Linked DNA regions of Zea mays: region 2 is linked to region 1. Evidence: chromatin contacts called from public Hi-C data. All regions are on one chromosome and are shown on one strand. The core of a region is the stretch at or near the end of the contact, and the rest is flanking DNA. Distances in the headings are between cores, read along the strand shown.

The links. Hi-C and Micro-C count contacts between places; a contact is called where the count stands out from the background.
Region 2: a Hi-C map of ear shows a contact between it and region 1, with 2.0 times the contacts expected there. The contact joins the promoter of LOC100282287 here to the promoter of LOC103641426 in region 1. A contact is called at or near these places in 6 of 25 Hi-C or Micro-C datasets (bundle sheath, ear, endosperm and 2 more).

What each region holds. Positions count from the first base shown.
Region 1 is chr1:186,986,035-186,988,730 of Zm-B73-REFERENCE-NAM-5.0, forward strand. LOC103641426 (cleavage and polyadenylation specificity factor subunit 6) reads right to left here and starts at 1,300. Exons shown (of 2, transcript XM_008664777.3): 1 at 1-1,300. The coding sequence starts at 1,210.
Region 2 is chr1:187,538,458-187,541,153 of Zm-B73-REFERENCE-NAM-5.0, forward strand. LOC100282287 (harpin-induced protein) reads right to left here and starts at 1,350. Exons shown (of 1, transcript NM_001155199.2): 1 at 51-1,350. The coding sequence starts at 1,177. The coding sequence ends at 368.

The DNA of each region.
Region 1 (2,696 bases), core at 50-2,549:
CTCTGTTCCCCATGCCTCCGCCACCTCTTCCCCAATTTCCACCACCTCCGCCTGCTCCACCACCGGCACCAGATCCAACAGCTCCTCCACGCCCACCACCATAATTACCGCCCACCTGTGGCCCTGCGGCACCACCGCCCCCTCTGCCACCCTTGGGCTGCATATTCGATGTCTGTGCAGCCATAGCCTGCTGGTTCTTCACCTGCGCCTCGCCCATGCGGCGAACGCTGTTGGGTGTGGCGAATGCCACAACACATGGACGTCCATTAAATGTGTGCCCGTTCATGGCCTCCTTGCAGGCAGCAGCTGCGCCAGGGTCATAGAAATCGACCTGGCAGTAGCCCTTGGACTTGCCGCTGGCCTTCTCGTCAAAGAACCTCACCTCCTTGACCGAACCATACTTGATAAGCTCAGATTCCAGATCCGCGTCCGTCGTCCACCAGTGGAGTTCCCCCACGAACAGCGTCGTGCCGCCAGGGCCGTCACCCCCGCCAGCAGCGCCACCATTCCCGACCACGATGGGGCCGCCGGCGAAGTTCCCTCCAGATCGGTGGAACCCGTCGCCTTGCTGAATCTGGTGGTGCTGAGCTGGCGGCGGCGCGGGCGCGGCTAGCGGCTGAGGCGGCGGATGGAGGTTGGTCTGACCTGGAGGTATGCCAGGAGCAGGGACGGCCACCCCCGGGATGCGTACCTGCTGCGGCGGCGGCGGGACATGCGGCGGCGGCGGTGGGAGGGTGTGGGCCGGCGGCTGCTGCTGTGGTGGCGGAGGGGGCTGCTGCTGTGGCGGAGGATGGAGCTGCTGCGGCGGTGGGGCCTGCTGAGTCGGAGGCCGCGGTGGTGGCGCCTGGTGGGAGGCGTGGAGGAAGCCGTCCCCGACGTTGACGTCGTTGTATAGGTCGTCGAAGTCGTCGTCGTCTCCGTAGTACTGGTCTACGTCCTGGACCGCGGAGATAGCCTCGTTGCGGTGGAACGCCGGGTCGCCGGCGGGGTCCATGGCGGCGGCGGGGCGATGTCTAGGGTTAGGGTTTTCGGGATCCGTGTGGGCGGAGGGAGTCGGGAGCGGAGGTGCAGCAGGTGGAGCTGGTGTTGAAGTTGACGCTGTTGGCGCGGGCGCTGAGGGGGTGGGGCCCTGGTGTCGGTGGCTTGTGCGGAGGAAGGTGTGAGAATGTTCCCTTGTTGACTGATAGTGGGCTTCTATCCAGTGGGTCATAACGTGTTGTGAGTCTTTCAAGCCCAGTAGAACTGCGCTTTTCCCTTTTTTGTTTTCTTTTTTTCTGACAACACAGTAGAACTACCCTTGTGAAGCTCAAACGTCATCGTCTTCTACCCTCAGAAATGGTAGATATGCATGTTCGCTCTGGTTTGCTGTAGCTTTAATTCGGGTGGAGCTATGACTTCTAAAGTATTTTATCTCTATCGATTGCAGCTGCAACAGTTCAAACAGCTACGACGGCTATGACTACAGGGCAGCCAAACAGATTATCATCTCTGGTTTGGGAGCTGCAGATAATCTCTAGTTTGGGAGTGCTGACAACTGGCATCCCATACTATTAAAACATCATCTTTTTCTAGCTTGAACTGGAGCATGAACATAAGAACAAACTCGAGGTGACACTCACTCGCACCGTCAATCACACAGTCAAGTCTAGTCAAGCTTGCAACCACTCTTGCATGCATAACTGCATACATACGTATAACCGTCGGATTTGAGAGAGAGGCAGATCCAACGGTTGCAAATAAACATGCCAAAAATACCCGCCCATTTTCGGCCTCCGTATGGCGCGCACCACCCCATCGGCTACCGCCCTCGTCGGCAGGCCGCAGGCGGACGAGAGGAGACCATGCACTCAACATGCCGCGACGCAGAGAGACAAACAGAGACCCCCCAAACATAGCCACCGACTCCACCGTGCTCCTCTCATCGTCGCTTATATATAGCTCCCGTGGCGACGCTAGCTACCTTCCATGTGTTGTGACACCGCCACACACTAGTCGGGGAAAACGATCGAACGAGCACAGGCACGCACGCACCATGGCCCGCGCTCTTGCCCTCTCCGCCTTCCTCCTCGTCGCCTCCGCCGCCGTGGCTTTCGCCGCGGAGGCCCCGGCAGCCTCGCCGAAGCATTCGGCCTCCACGCCGTCAAAGGCACCCAGCAGTTCGCCCGACAAGTCTGAGAAGGCCCCCACGGCGTCGCCTGAGAATGCTGCAGAGACACCGAAGGCAACCCCGGCCAAGGCCCCGGCGACGGCCTCCAAGTCAGAGGCGTCGCCTTCCGAGGCGCCCGACTCCGGGTCCAGCGCTGCGTCACCTACTAGCGAGAGCGCCGCGTCAGAGAAGGCCCTCGCCGGTGCCCCCAAGGACTCGTCGGCCAGCCCTTCCGCGTCCCCGTCCGAAGATGAAGCCGCCGCATCGCACGATAGCAGCAGCGGCGGTGGCAGTGCCGCCTCGGAAGAGCCGTCGACGGCCGAGGCCGGCGGCGAATCAGCCGATAGTCCACCCGAGCCAGCCCATGCTTTGGAGTCACCAGCAGAGTCTCCTGGCCCGGCCGCTGACCACGAGAGCGGCAGCCCGAGCATGGGCACCGGTATCGTCCTGGCCATGCTGGCCGCCGCTGCCACCGCGATGCTTCCTTTCTAGATGACCATGGTGGCTTTGAGCTAGCATCATAGTCACAGAGCAGCAATTCTTCTGGGAA
Region 2 (2,696 bases), core at 100-2,599, 550 kb after region 1:
CCTATATCCAAAACTCTGTGTATCATCTCAATCTGCAATCAATACAAATTCGAGAAAAAAAATCCACTGTACCGCTTACACTCAAGCAAAGAGTTCTATGCTGTACATTACACACTTTGTTGAACTCTGTTCAGGTTGCTTACGATCTAAGCTACTGACCTACTGTGTGTTGCAGCTAGCCACTAGGACGCAGCAACAACTGAGCAGCCAAGAGATCGACAAAGCTGAAGAACCAACTTCGAATTCACATGAATCAACAATAGGTATGTTCCGCTGTTCTCGGGCCATTTCCATCATCAGTATAAAAAATAGCTAAGATTTTATATATAATAACAAAAGAAAACGAGGGGAATTTTTCTAGAGCCAGTCATTTTGTTGTGCATCTCCGGGCAACAAGAACTCCAGAAGGAGGGGCAGTGAGTTCCAGCTGACAGACCGTGTACATCCAGTACGAGTAGTGGCCGAACCTGAACCTGGCCTCCACTTTGAAGGCGCCTCTGATTGTGTACACCACCCTGTTGCTCCTCACCTGGTCCACCATCTTTACCGCCACCTGGGGCGGCAGCAGGACCCGGCTGGAGAGCAGGTGCATGTTCAGGAGCTGGGACTGGCCTCGCCGCTGCGCGAACGGAGGCAGCGCCTGCACGGCCATGGGCCTGTCCTGGAAGAAGAGCTCGACAGTGGCGGACCGGAACACCAAGTCGATCTCCCTGTTGGGGTTGGAGATGTTGGCAACGAGCGTCATGTCGTTGTTGAAGTAGGGGGCCGGCGAGTCCACGTAGACGCTGTTGAGGATGGCGTTAGCGGCGTCGAAGGACGGCGGCCTCGGCTTCACCGCCAGGAAGACGACCAGGGTGACGACGCCTGCGACGATGAGGAGGATGCTGAAGGCGAAGCAAGCGATGGCCGCGCACCACATCGCCGGCGAGGTCCGCTGGCGCGGTTGCAGGATTACCTTGGAAGGCGCCCGCGCTGGCTGCCGGGGCGCCTGTGGCTGCCTGGTTATCGTGGGTGGATCCACCGGCTGCGACCGTGGCAGCACCGGTGTCTGCTCGGTCACCTCGGACTGATCCACCGGCGGCGGCGGCAGCTGTGGCAGGGCCGGTGGCAGCTGCTTCATGCTCATTACCTTGGTTATGATGGTTCTTGGTGATTGGAGGTGGTAGGGAGCGCCCATTTCGGCAACGCCACAGCTACCAAGTTCAACAAGGCAAAGAAGCTCAAGAGTGCAGAGAGGCCTATTGGGGGAAAGCAAGCTAGAGAAGAGCAGCAACAACAACAGCAACGAGAGGCAGCCAGGGAATGGACAATGGAGTGGTGGAGTTAAAAGGAGTCTGATCGATTGAGCCTAGTGGTGGTGTACCTCCTTCCAAAATACGTAAAGAGAGAGAGGCTTCGAGCGTGGGGCCACTGTCTCGTGTTCCTCCACTGAAAAAAATAGAGCTGCTTCCAGCAAAGGTGTGGGGTGGGACAGCGTTGCCGGCTGCCAGCAATTGATTTGTTATCTTAGAAAAGCATATTTCTTAAGGTGGACAAAGGTAAAGCTTGGGTTATTCTTGGCACTAACAAATAGTAGTACTAATCTGATGCTCGGTGTTTCATGATTGTCGCTTGGAATGTGCTGTTCCCTACCAACACATGCATGCCCAGTTGAAGCAGTGGGTCGTCTGCCCATGCTTTCGTCGTGCAGTTTTTAAGATTGGCCAAGCAGATTTTAAGATTGGCCAAAGGTGAAGAAGAATCAAGCAATAAAATGTGTTACAATCGTTGATCTTCCTGTTGACGAAGCAGAGGCGAGGTGAGATGAGAAGCAGAGAAGGAAGGGACAAGTTGCCGCTTAGCCATGGAAAGAAAGAAAGAAAGAAAGAAAGAAAGGCGCTCCTGGACCAGTTCCGTTTCGTCTCGAATCGAAATAAAGGGCAGCAGCTATGGGGGGTTAATTCATGACTAAGGAACCCAGATGTGCTGACACAAAGACCGGCCTCCTGGGGGGGACATCCATCCATGGCTTTTCTTTGGTGCAGTGCCGTAGTGCCCCTGCTTTTGTCTGCGACGTCGTCGAAAGCAGATGCCGCACTGCGCGGCTTTACATGGGTATCTTCGCCTCCTTTCGTGGCAATTAATCTTTTGTACCCAGCGCAAAAAAATTGATGAATATAACATTAACTTGCATCACTCAGTGATTAACATATTACAAATAACGTAAACATAGACAAAAATAACACCACTGTACTTGTTGCTCCTGATACGTCGGCCCAAGCAATCAAGACCAAGTGACACGGCCCAAGCAATCAAGAACATGTCCCATTCAACAATCGGATGAAGGTATTACTGTAATATGTCCATTCAACAAAGGCTAGGACCTAAAGTATGTTCGTAACTTTGGTTATTTTAATTATTTTGGATTTTTTTTGTAAAGCTAATAAAAGCTCTACAACTTAGAGCTGAAATCACGTCAAATCGAGGACATCCAAAATTATGAGATAATACCAATTCATCCACCTTACGGAGAAAAAAAAAGAATTTTAACTATTATATAATTTTTTTAAAAATAGTCTATTTTTTTTTCTATAGCTCGCTTTTATTCTCTCGGTTCTCACTATGTGTTAGTCTCATGGGCTTGCGATCCTCCCACTAAGAGCCATGTATTCGTCGGTCAGCCAATGTTGTGCTTAGACAACTTGTGAGATTGCCTT